Regions from separate parts of the Sus scrofa genome. Here region 2 is linked to region 1. The links are chromatin contacts, called in public promoter capture Hi-C maps. All regions are on one chromosome and are shown on one strand. Each heading gives the region's core, a stretch centred on a gene start, on an enhancer-like site or on the middle of the called end of the contact. The rest is flanking DNA. Distances are from core to core; before and after follow the strand shown. Region 1 holds the start of TNFRSF13C (tumor necrosis factor receptor superfamily member 13C). Region 2 overlaps MEI1 (meiosis inhibitor protein 1).

The links. Promoter capture Hi-C pulls out the DNA fragments that hold promoters and counts their contacts.
Region 2: a contact with region 1 is called in a promoter capture Hi-C map of fetal skeletal muscle, with 5 times the contacts expected there. The contact joins the enhancer-like site here to the promoter of TNFRSF13C in region 1. A contact is called at or near these places in 2 of 5 promoter capture datasets (fetal skeletal muscle and skeletal muscle), 5 of 47 Hi-C or Micro-C datasets (brain, embryonic fibroblasts, omental adipose tissue and 2 more) and 1 of 2 datasets of contacts at active chromatin or transcription factors (skeletal muscle).

Annotation. Positions count from the first base shown.
Region 1 is chr5:6,695,653-6,702,517 of Sscrofa11.1, reverse strand. TNFRSF13C (tumor necrosis factor receptor superfamily member 13C) reads right to left here and starts at 2,706. Exons shown (of 3, transcript XM_021091440.1): 1 at 2,459-2,706; 2 at 1,873-2,112; 3 at 1-1,337. The coding sequence starts at 2,594. The coding sequence ends at 1,156.
Region 2 is chr5:6,854,370-6,860,329 of Sscrofa11.1, reverse strand. MEI1 (meiosis inhibitor protein 1) reads left to right here. Exons shown (of 36, transcript XM_021091442.1): 7 at 1-54; 8 at 4,398-4,512; 9 at 5,612-5,728. Among named protein-coding and RNA genes, the nearest start is that of MEI1, 13 kb to the left of the region's middle. Within about 2 kb of position 3,864, at least 1 of the 83 cell types and tissues checked has an H3K27ac peak or open chromatin away from gene starts, as enhancers often do. A contact at or near this core is called in fetal skeletal muscle, where this site is marked.

The sequences.
Region 1 (6,865 bases), core at 1,457-3,956:
GTCAAGGACCTACAAGTGGAACAAACTGGTACCCAGGGTCCCATCTTCTGACTCGCCGTCCAGTGCCCCTTCCGGGGGTGCTAAACTGTGACAAGTTCCATGGCACTGTCCAGGGTGAAGTCCGGGTCAACTGTTTCTAACTCTGTGTAGGAGGGCCAGCAGGAGAGTCAGTGGCCAGCTGAGTTCACAGTGTGGTCCAGAACTGGAAGAGATGGTCTCAGCTCCACTCTCCAGGGCAAGGGGCACCAGTGTCCGAGGAACAGTTCCACTGGGATGATGGGTGACTGCAGGGAGCTGGCACAGAATGGCCAAGTGACCTGAGCACTTGAGGAGGACAGGCCACAGAAGGGAGCTCAAGGGATATCAGGTCCAGCTGGTTCAAGGCTACAGGCCTGCCCTGGCCTCTGAACAAAAGAGCCTCCTGCAGGTCTTGGGCCCTGCCCTGTGTACAGCTCAGAGTGCTCTGGAGGCGGCTAGGACTCCAGGTGGTCTCTGATGGAGAGGCCTGCCAGGGTACCTTCGGTGTGAATTTGCAGTCCAGCCCCAGAAGCTGTAGACTTCCTCCCAAGTGTGAGCCTGGGGTTCTGGAAGCGGCCACCAGGGTAAAGCTGGCATCGTAAGTTCTAGCAGGTTGGGTCAAACTCAGGGCTGACCCTAGGGTACAGGTGCCAAAGAATCAGGACAATCCAGGCTATTTCTTAGAATTACCTTGTGCGAAATCCCAAAGGGTCAGTTGGTTACTCATTGCTGTCATTGGCATCAGTTTAAAAGCAGAACGACTCTGAGAGCAAGTATTAAATACAACATACAGCCACAAATTAGGCATCCTCCCACTTGATCCTTCTCCTAGATTCATTTTGGCTGATGGTGGCTTCCCCATGCTTAAAGAAAAACGCCTACTCAGGGTGCCCAACCCCTCAAAGGCACATAGCTCAGGCTTTGAGGGCTGCCAAAGATAGTCTGATTTTAAGCCAAATGCGAACACGCCATAGGATCCCATGTAGTCCGAACCCTGTGTCTGCAGCGCCTATAGTTCTGCAGGATGAGCCCGGGAGCAGCTTGACTCTCAGTAAAGAAGCAGGTGGGACCAGGGGAGAGGAGCCGAATTCAACCTCCAAGCCTCTGCCTGAGGGCAGCCTCCTGTCCCCTCCATCGCTACTGCTGCTCAGGGCCGGCCGTCTTGGTGGTCACCAGCTCAGTGGAACCCAGCTCCGTGGCTGGCACAGGGACGCTGTGGGCAGGTGGGGTGGTGGCTGAGTCTTCGCTGGGTGGAAGCCAGATGGGAGCAGTGGCATCCAGGGTTCCAGGAGAGGGGACGATGTCATTATCCAGGGGCCCTGGTTGGGGGGTGGGGGGGTGCAGGGTCAGGATTGGGTCACAGCCTTCCGCCATCCCGTTTCTGGAACCTCCCCGGAGAGAGAGCCCTCCGACTTCTGAGAGAAGTCAGGCGAGGAAGCCCCTAGGCGGCGGTGGGGAGGGGGAGGGTGGCACATGATGGGCCCTCGGGACCGGAAGTGCTGGGAGGGTTTGCGCAGTGGCAGTGCTGACACTGGGAGAGGAGGCGTGGGGGTCAGTTTGGCCTTCCCGGAGCGAGGGCAGGACGACCCCTCCCTCCCCCGGGCCCCCAGCCCGCGTCTTCCTCACTCAGGCGCTCACCAGGCCGGGACCCTGGGCAGGGCCGCTGCTCCCCGCTCAGCCTGAGATCTCAGACGGCGCCCCTCGCCGCCCCCTCCATCTGCCTGGCTTCAGACCCCCTTCCCAGGGCCCCTAGCCCGCCAGGGCCATGTGTCCCCTCCGACGGCCCCCGTCCCCCAGGGCCGGACCTTCCCGGGCTGGACAGTGCCTCTCGGTTCCTCTAGACGGGGAACGTACCGTCCTGGTCTCCGTCCAGGGCTTCCGGGGCCTCCGGGGCAGCCGAGGCGCGGGGCCGTTGCCTGCGGCGCCTCCAGCTCACCAGGCCCAGCAGGACCAGGGCCAGCGCCAGGCCCAGCAGCGCGGGGGCGCCCAGGAGCAGCGCCGGGAGTGGCAGCGCGGCCTCGGCCTCGGCGGCCCCGGGCCCCACCGACTCCTGCGGCTGCAGCGCCGTCCCGGGAGCCAGGCTGCTCGGGCCGCCTGCTGGAGGGGACGGAGAGGGAGGTCAGGGGCAGAGGGGAGGGAAGAGAGGGTAGGGGAAGGTCGGAGGGAGGAGAGGCTGGGACGGGAGGGGAGGGACAGCCGGTGGGGGGGGGGGAGCAGGAGGGGCCACGGCCGCGCGCAGGCTCCAGCCCGCAGCCCGCATGGCTGAGCCACTCAGGCTCCAGCCCACAGCCCCCCGTTAACTGATGCCCCAGCCCGGGTCCTGGGCAGGTGCGGGCCATGCCTGCGGCTCTGGCGGGGCACGAGCCTCGGTGGCAGGACCCTCCTTCCCTCCACCAGGGCTGCCCTGGCGCTCCAACGGCCAGAGCCGGGTAACGCTTACCCGGTCCAGGATCGGGCGTGCGGAGGAGGCTGCAGGCCACGCAGTTGCGCACCAGCAAGTCGAAGCACTGGGTCTGCAGGCACTGCGTGGGGACCGGCCCGTCCCTGCCCCTCAGACTCCTCGCCCTTCGCCTCATGCTGCCAAAGCCCAGGCCTGTCTGCACACCCTGCCGGGACAGAGTCTGGCCTCTGCTGCCCCACGGGGAAGAAACCGGGAGGGGCCGCCACCCACTCCGCCCCGCCCCGCCCTCCTGCCTGCTGGGGTGGGACGGGGTGGGACCACTCTTAGCCAGGGCCTCAGCACCCCAGACCTTCTATCTGTGGTTCCTCCATTCAGCCACTCAACCATCACCCCCAGACAACCACGGGGCGGGCTCCCTGCTGGGCACTGGGACAAGGCTGGGGCTCAGACAAGGGCCCGCCCTTGGGGAGCAGAGGATGGGTCCCTGAAGAGGACACAGACCTCGGGGAGGCCTCTTCTGCCCTGCCCCCCAAGGCCAGCCCATAGGCCCAGGTGCTCCCCACCAGCCATCTCCCCCCAGCTGCCTCCTCTGGGAAGCTCTCCTGCCCTTCTCCCGCAGAGCTGGTCAGTTCATCGAAGACATCCTGAGGGCCCCCACATGGTACCAAGCCCCAGGGGACTCACACTGGTGGTGGTGATGGGGGAGACGACACCTCACAGCATGGCATCAGTGAAGGTGGTACCACAGGGCACGGGAAGGCTTTGTGGAGGAGATGATAAGGTGTTTGCTGGCTGAACTGAGGTCGCAGGGGGCGGGGGGCACCCAGGGTGAGCAAGGGGCCTGGGGGCCAAATACGAAGGCCAGGGAATGCTGGAACCAGAGGGCCGGGCTGGGGCCTTAACTGAGAGAAGCTCGGATTCTGGCCAGAAGGGCACTTGAGAGCCATGCAGGGAGTGACACAGTCAGAACCGCTGGCTGGAGTGGAGGGCACAGACCGGGGGCAGCTCGGTCTCCAGATCCTAAGCAGGAGGGAGGCTCAGATCAACAGATGAGCAGACAGACCCAGGCCCAGTAGGCACTAAGTGGGCAGCCCACCCACCCCACCTCCTCCTCCCAGGGCTGTGTGTGTCCTGGCCTGCTCGCCTGTGTCTCTGTGGGGCCTCTTCTGTGTGTCTCCACTCGCCAGTGTTTGGGGAAGCCCCACCTGTCTCTCACACTGAGTGTCAGGCGGACACTCAAGCCCCCTGGGCCTTCCTGGACTTCCGCTGCCCCCTCCCCCGGGGCAGGGGCTGGCAGAGAGCCTCAGCATGGACCACGGGCTTAGAGCCTCATGGTGGGCCTGGCCAGACCCTGGGGCACTCAGGGCTGGGGGTGTACAGCGGAAGGACTGACAGTCCCTGGGGCACGGAGGGGGCTTAGGGGCTGGAGTAGATCTTCAGCAGCTCAGAGGGGAGGGGAAACTTCTAGGCAGAGGGCAAAAGCAGGAGCTGGGAAAGTGGAAGCCGACTCTGGGGACAGGCCTGGCCCCTGCCTCCAGAGGTGCTGCCGAGGGAGAGAGACTGAGGCTGCAGCTGGGCGGGCCAGGCCGCAAGCCATAAGCCCTGGGCAGTGAGGAGCCCCAGGAGGTACCTGAGTGGGGGAGAGGGTCTGAGCTGTGCCTTTGAAGGGACGTTCCCCCTGCTGTGGGGTTGGAGACAGGGTGAGTGGAGTAGCAAGGAGGCTCCCCCATGACTCAGGGCCAGGGAGCAGCCAGCAGCTGTTTAGGAGGGAGGAGTGATGCTATGGAGTGAGGGGAGCAAGGCCGGCCCCCAGGTTTCTGGCTCCGAGGACACGAGGACTCACACAGAACCTCGAGCCGGCTGGCCTTGAGCCGCCCTGGCCCACTGCCTCTCCGTCCCCTGCCCACGGGCCAGCAACTCCGTAGCAGGAAGGTGTAGGCGGTGGGGCAACTGCAAAGGAGAAGTGGGTCCGGGGCGGTGGGTGTGGGTGTGAGTGGGGGTGTGTGGTGAGGGGGTGGGGGAGCCAGGGGCCTGCCAGGAGCCAAGGCAGGGAAGGGCCTCCTTAGGGCAGAGGGGTGGGGGCAAGGCCTAAAGACTGGGCCCCTGTCCCCCCCCCCATCGCTACTGGTCCTGTTCTCACCCGCGACCCTCAGGGCGGCAGGGCCCTTACCACACATGCGGCATCTCTTCACCCCCAGCCAGATGTTCAGGCCAAGTGGGCTGGGTCTTGGGACCCTGGAGGGGGAGCCTGTCCCCGGGAGAGGGGAGGCCACTCACAGGAGCCACCTCTATACCGGCCACCTGGAGGGAGAACCAGAGAGGCTCCACTTTCACCCTTACCAGTGCCTCCTAAGTGCCTGCAGTGGGCAGTGCCAAGCACAGAGTGGGCAGCAGGATTGGTGTTGATGGTGTGTGGGGCACCTGACTCCAGACAGACCTTCCACTTGCACCTTCTAAATAGGGAAGTGGGGGGATGTTCCCGTCGTGGCTCAGCCGTAACGAACCCAACCAGTATCCATGAGGATGAGGGTTCGATCCCTGGCCTCACTCCATGGGTTAAGGATGCGGCATTGCTGCAGCTGTGGGGGTAGGTCACATACATGGCTCGGATCTGGTGTTGATGTGGCTGTGGTGTAGGTCACAGCTACAGCTCTGATTCGACCCCTGGGGACTCTCCATATGCTGCGGCTGTGGCCCTAAAAAGACTAAATAAATAAATAAGTAAATAATAAATAAATAAATAATAAATAGGGAAGGGGGGAGTGCTCGAGTCTCCACTTCCACAGCTTAGCAGTGAAGAATAGAAATTTCACCCTCAGACCAATGTAGTAAAAGTCAGGTTATTCCTCAAGTTTTTTTTTTTTTTTGTTTTGTTTTTTTTGTCTTTTTAGTGCCACAGCCGCAGCATATGGAGGTTCCCTAGCAGTCGAATCAGAGCACATCAACGCCAGACCCGAGCCGTGTCTGTGACCTACCCCACAGCTCACAGCAACGGCGGATCCTTAACCCACGGAGCGAAGTCAAGGATCGAACCTGCACCCTCATGGATGCTGGTCGGGTTCATTAACCACTGAGCCACGAAGGGCACGCCTCCTCAATGTATTTTTTTTTTTTTTTTAACATAGCTCCTTAAAAAAAGACACAACAAAAACCTTCATTATAGGTGATTTACAATGTTCCGTCCATTTCGGCTGTATGGCAAAGTGACCCAGTCATACATATATACACATACTTTTTTCCATATTATTTTCTATCATGTTCTAACCCAAGTGATTAGCTCTAGCTCCCTGTGCTGTACAGCAGGACCCCATGGCTGATCCATTCTAAAGGTAATAGTTTGCATCTATCACCCCCAAACTCCCCGTCCATCCCCCTCCTCCCTCTCCCTCTTGGCAACCACAAGTGTGTTTTCCATTAACATAGCTCTTAGGTCAAGGTTATTAACTTTTTGGGGGGTGGGGAGCTGTGCCTGTGGCATGTAGAAGTTCCCGGGGCCAGGGATCAAACCTGCACCACGGCAGCGACCTGAGTCACTGCAGTGAAAACGCTGGATCCTTAAGCCACGTCACCACAGGGAATTCCCAAGTTTATTAATTTTCTAAACTTAAATCTTCTACATCACTTCTTTTTTCTGTTTTAGGGCCACACCCACGGCATATGGAGGTTCCCAGGCTACGGGTCGAATAGGAGTTGCAGCTGCTGGCCACAGCCACAGTCACAGCCACAGCAACTCGGGATCTTAGCTGGGTCTGTGACCTATACCACAGCTCATGGCAACACCGGATCCTTAACCCACTGAGCAAGGTCGGGGATGGAACCCGCATCCTCGTGGATGCTAGTCAGATTTGTTAACCACTGAGCCTTGATGAGAACTCCTCTGTTACTTTCTGAATATGAGTTATGACTGAGAGAGAAGTTAAAGTTTCAAAAATCAATGTGGTTCAAGCAAATGTTCCTCGTTCTTTCAAAAGTTTTTACTTGAGGAGTTCCCGTCGTGGCTCAGTGAGTAGCGAATCCGACTAGGAACCATGAGGTTGCGGGTTCGATCCCTGGCCTCACTCAATGGGTTAAGGATCCAGTGTTGCTGTGAACTGTGGTGTAGGTTGCAGATGTGGCTCAGATCCGCCGTTGCTGTGGCTCTGGTGTAGGCCGGTGGCTACAGCTCTGATTCAACCCCTAGACTGGAAACCTCTAAATGCCGCGGGAGCAGCCCAAGAAATGGCAAAAAGACAAAAAAACAAAAAAACAAAACCCCAGAAGTTTTTACTTTAAATCATTTGATATCATCAGCTCACATGTGCCCAAGTAGAAAAAAAAAGGGCTTTGTTGCTGAAAACCTCTTCTAACTGAATTTATGTCTCAGTGTTCTCAAGTTTGTGTGCTTGGATGAGTTTTTTTTTTTTTTTTTTTTTTTTTTTTTAAGATGATTAATTTAAGTCTATCAGG
Region 2 (5,960 bases), core at 2,615-5,114, 160 kb before region 1:
GAGAGTGCTGAGGGGCCACCAGGAGAGACCTCACTGCCGCTGGTGCTCAAAAAAGTAGTAGTCTTGTGATTCATGGTCTCTGGGTTCAATGACAAGGGATCCTAAGTGCCTCTTGGGCCTTTTCTTCATCCACCACCCCTTCTATCCAGTGTTTTCTTACTGGCCAAAACATTATGGTATTAGAAGACTCAAAAGTTGGTTTTCTTTCAGTCACGAATCCTTGTATTTGTATCTTCCTCTTCACATCTGGGTTGTCTAAGAATGGACAACACATGCAGCAAGAGGAACAAGCTGTTTGAGGGATAAAACTCAAGCTTTTTAGCTCGGTACCCAGGGCCCTCTTTTTCTGGACCCGGCATATCCCTTCAGCCTTACTTGCCTGTCTCTTCCGCCCCACAACACAGTGCTCCAGCCATATGCAGCTCCTCCCTGGGCCTGCCTGTGCCGGGGTATCCGGTCTCTGTGCCTGTGCAGGCCTTCTTCCCCTTTGCCTTTAAAGCCTGACTTTAAAGTCTGACTTCAGGAGGCCTCTCACAGCTCCTCTGTCACCTGGATCCTTTAGGCAGAATGTGCTTCTCTCACAGAGCTTAGCTCACTGTATTGTGGTGGATTGGCTGGGAGCTTTTTAGGGGCAGGACAGGTGTCTGGCTGTCTATCTCTGCAGTGCTCAGCACAGGGCTTGGCAGAGCTACTTACTGTCATCTGGTAACAGGAATGTCATTCATTGACCAGACTGTGGAACTCTTTCTGTGGAAAGGAGGAGGAGCCCTGGTCAGAAATGGGAAAGGGACAGTTGGGGATAGGCCAGGTAGGTGTTAAAAAGCTGGAGCAGACTGCTCCTCCTTGTCTCCCTGGGATGCTTCTGGAGTGGTCCACGCAGGGGTTGTGAACTTTGAAGAGCAAGTCCTGTGTCTCTGAACCACAAAATCTCATGTTGGGTTATTTTTTTTCTATGTTGCCTTCATTGCTGCTTTCCTGGAGTCCATGATGGCATCCGGTTAGAACACTGATTCTGGGCTCAGCAGGAGCACAAGGTCTTGTGTCCTCACAGTACACCAGGGCAGGGACAGAGATTAGAGTGTGCTTCCCTAGGGAGAGAGGTTTGAAGAGTGAGGAGTCTTGGTTTAGGGGTCCCATCCTCCATCCATATGTGGAGACTGTTCTTCCATGGGCCATTTTTTTTTTTTCCCCCATGGGCCATTTTGGATGATTAGCATTTAACTTGCTATAGGAACCAGCAAGATTGGGACTAGGGTGAGGCAAGTGAGGCACTTGCCTTGGGTGCAAAATCTGAGGGGGTGCTAACAAACTCAACATTCAAGGTAAGTAATATTTTAATGCAGCATTTTAAAAAAAGTTAGTGCAAAAAATTCATGAACAGAATATCAAAATTTTAAAGATAAGACCAGCCTGTGTCCTTCTACCTCCATTCTAACTTTTTTTTTTTTTTTGGTCAGAGTCTAATACTATTTTTTTTTTTTTTTTTTTTTTTTTTTGCTTTTGGCTGATAATCAACTTATTCTCCCAAAATTCAGGTCCCTGGAAATATATTGCCAATGTTTGTGTTCTTGCTGTTGAAATGTTGACTCATTGATTTGGTCAAACACATACTGAGCACTAGTGTGACATGTCACTCCCTGTTAGGCGTTGGGATTTCCATGGTATGTAAATAGACTGGTTTCTTGCCATTGCACATCTACTTGGGGAAGGCAGATAATAAACAGGTAGATGAACAAGCAAAATAATTATAGATTTGTTAAGTGCTGTAAAGAAAATATAGAGGAGATGAGATGGTATCGGAGGACACCATCTGTAGTTTGAGTGGTCAGTCTTGGGCTCCCTGAAGGATTGACATTAGAGCTGATGCTTGGAGAATTAAAGTGAATCAGTGATTGATTATGTCTCAATGAAGCTGAAAACAAGTAGAGTTAGCTAGTGATATGAAGAGTGGGCAGAAAAGCATTTCAGGCAGGGGGACGAACAAGTAAACCAGAGGAAGGGAAGTGCTTGATGGAGGCCAGTGGGGTGGGAGGGGGAGTGAAGTGGCCCCAGATAAGCTAGAGATTAAGCAGGGAAAGTCATGCACATCCAAATAGGTCATAATGAGTAATTAGGGTTTTGGGGGGATTTTTTTTTTTTTGGTCTTTTTTGTCTTTTTAGGGTTGAACCCGCAGCATATGGATGTTCCCAGGCTAGGGGTTGAATCTGAGCTGGAGTTTCTGGCCTACACTACAGCCACATCAATGCCAGATCCGAGCCACATCTTTGACCTACGCCACAGCTCATGGCAATGCTGGATCCTTTACCCACTGAATAAGGCCAGGGATCGAACCCATGCCCTCATGATTACTAGTTTGGTCCATTACTACTGAGCCATAACGGGAACTCCTGAGTAACAAGGATTTAAAAAAAAAATAGATTTCCACACTTAATTTTGTTTACGATGGAAAAATAGGGTTAGATTGTTTCTTTCTTACTGATAAGGAATATGCATGTTATTTATTTATTTACTTATATGGCTGCACCTCTGGCATATGGATGGAAGTTCCTGGGCCAAGGATTGAATCCAAGTTGTAGCTGTGACCTACACTGCAGCTGCATGCAGCAATGCTGAATTCTTTTAACCCACTGTGCTGGGCTGGGCATCAAACCTGAGCTACTGCATTTGCATTCGAATTCTTAATCCTCTGTGCTACAGCTACAGTGGGGACTCCCAGGACATGCAATTTAAATCAAGAATCATCGTTTTGCTTAATGGGTAAATATTTTTAAAAGGTGCTTTTTTTTTTTTTAAACACATTAACAGCTCTGAAACTGGGAGACATTTTACCATCAATGATGTGTCATCGTTTAATTATAGCTCTTTTTCTTAGTGGTACATAAAATAATGGTTTCCCTTATATCAAAAGACATGTCTGAATACATGTCATTTCCTAAGAGAACAACTTAAAGGTTAATGTCTGGAAACGCCTTTACATACCACGGAACGTCTGCTTATGTGTCTGTTTTAAAGTCTGACATGACTGAGATAGGTTTAAGCTCGTAGTCCTCAGGCACCTCTATCAGACTTGTGTGACTCGGTGCTTTTCCTTTGAAGCTCTAAAACCAGGCACACTCTCCTTTGTCTTGCCATATATGTTCTACTCATTATTTTCCCCTAGAAGTCCAGTTTCTACCTCACTTAAAATCTGTGATTGCGGTTAACTCTTTCCTTGATGTCTGAATGTTATAGGAACGCCTAATAGCTATGGTGTCCACTAAGAGTTTGGGTGTTATTCAGAGTGCAATAGAAATGCATTTAAGTATTTCGAATAGAGGAGTTACTTGATTTAAAATTTTGATGAGGGAAGCATCTCAGTTGTGGGAAGACTCCTATGTTTGGATGTGACCTGAGTCAGTCTTCGCTTTGCCACTTATTAGCTGTGGCCTGGCACAAGTAACCCGACCTCAATGAACTTTAATTCCTTCCTCTGTGTGTTAAGGGTCCCCGAGACAACTCCTAGGCTCAGTGATTCACTAGGAAGACTCACAGAATTCAGTGTATAGTTATAGTCACTGCTATGATTTATTACAGGAAAAGAATACAAAGCAAAAGCAGCAAAGGGAAAAGTAGTATGGGGTGAGGTCTGGGGAAAAGCAGGCACAAGCTTCCAAGAGTTCTCTCCTGGTGGAGTCACACCAGATGCACTTCATTCCTCCAGCCATGAACGGCGACAACACATGTGAAATGCTGCGTAGCAGGGAAGCTCGTTAGAATCTCAGTGCCTAAAGTTTTTATTTGGAGCTGGCAACCATGTAGGCAACCTCTGCCTAACACATGCCCAGATTCCTGATTCCCAGAAAGAAAGCAGATGTTGGGCATAAACTGCACTGTTCATGCACATGGTCTAGTCAGAGTGAGCCAGTCTTTGCAGTCCTGGGAGTGTTGAGAGCCCTCCTGAAATTTAACATCTCAAACCCAGTGAGTGGCCAGCCTTGCAGGCAGGCTTTTCCAAGGGTGATCGTCTCAGGCCTGCAATGTTAACTCTTTTCTGCACATTCTGTGAAGCAAAACACATTGTAGAACCATCCCTTGTTATGTCCCAGGCCAGTTGTAAACATCAAAACCAGATGAGGGCTGCAGAAATATTTTCATGATGAAGATCTGAGCCCTCGTGACGGTTTTAGAGTTCTTTGAGTGCTGTTGTGTTTTTTTGTTCTTTCTCGCCTGCTGCTGTTCATAGCATCTTTCCATAATCCTTAGCTGCTTTCCCTGAGCGCCGTCCTTGTGCCTGGCACCAGTAGTGTGGGAGGGATTCAGAGACGAATCAGGCTTCTGTCCTGAGGGTGCTCAGGCTACCTGCCTCTGGTCCCGTCAGTGGTGTGACTGTGGCACATTTTGCGACCTGTTTCTCCAGCTTCTTCTCTCCAGAGATGAGACTCTGCAGGTGGCCAGTGCCCACTGTATAACCGCAGTGCTGGTCCACTCCCCAGCGAAGCATGCCCCGGCTTTCCTCCATGCTGACATCCCAGGTAGGAGGTCCCTTCTAACTTTCTCCTCTGAGGACCCCAGAATTCTGACTAGATGCCCTGGAGTAGCAGCAGCAGCAGCAGCAGCAGCAGCAGTTCTGGTGGGGTGTTTTGTTTTTTGTCTTTTTGCCTTTTCTAGGGGTGCTCCCCTGGCACATGGAGTTCCCAGGCTAGGGGTCTAGGGGTCTAATCGGAGCCATAGCCACAGGCCTACACCAGAGCCACAGCAACGCAGGATCCAAGCCGTAACTGCAACCTACACCACAGCTCACGGCAATGCCATATCCTTAACCCACTGAGCAAGGCCAGGGATCGATCCCGAAACCTCATGGTTCGTACTCGGATGCATTAACCACTTCGCCATGACAGGAACTTCTGGGGATTCTTTGGTATGCATACTGGAGGGATGCATTGGTGACTCTAGGAAGTGGGCCTCTTAAACTCTAAATCCCCTTGCTACATATTTCTGATATGACCTTGAGGAATTTGTTACTCTATTTGTTATTAAATAGACCATCTAGGAATAAACAACTAGTGTGGGGTGGTGGAAAGACCTGTGGACCAGGGAGGCAAGATAAACTACTCTTTCTCAAATGCTTATTATGAACCAGGACATATGCCCTGAGATGCATTGTAAATGTTGCCATATTTAGGTCCTTGTCTTTGCTATTTTATGAAGAGGGAAATTGAAGATCAGAAAATAGAAATAACTGGTTTTAAAAGACAAGTCATTGGTAGAGAAGGAATACAAAATCAAGGCTCTCTGGCTCTAAAACCTCTTTTCTCTGCATCGTGCAGCTGCCTAGTCTGAAAATTGGAGGGCCTGAGTTCCAGCCTGCCTCTACCACCAACCATACCTCTCTCTGGGTTTCAGTTGCCCCATCTTTTTAAAAGATGGGGTTAAAAAAAAAATGAGGCTAGATCCTTAGCCTGAGGGCATTTCCTAGATTTATCTGTGAATTAAAGATCGTGTCTCATGGAGATGATGTATGAACAAATGAAGTGACAGGTGTGATGCTAGTAAATCCAAGGCCATAGCGTTAGTTAAGGGCTCATCATCACACAGCTGTCACTGATGGTTTCCCCGCTTCTCCTTGGCCAGAGTTCCTCTTTGAGCATCTTTCCTCTTCCAGTGAAGTGCTCGTTTGGTCCAGCTACAACTGCCTGATACTCCTGGCAGAAGAGCCGCTCTTCTTTTCCAAGTGCCACACAGTGTACGGTGGGTAGTGCGGGTTCTGTGCTAGCTCTAGCCCAGGTGGACAGCACCTCGAAGTTAGGCAGCAGCAGTAGTGATTGGGGGGGGAGCTCACCTGCAACTCGGAGGAGTCATTTCCATCAGGCCAAACTCATTACCAGATTCCACATGCAAGCAGTGATATGCAAACAGTTCAGCTCTTCACTGATTGGCAGAAGTATATGTGTTTAGCAAGAGAAGGGTACCCCTGTTAGCC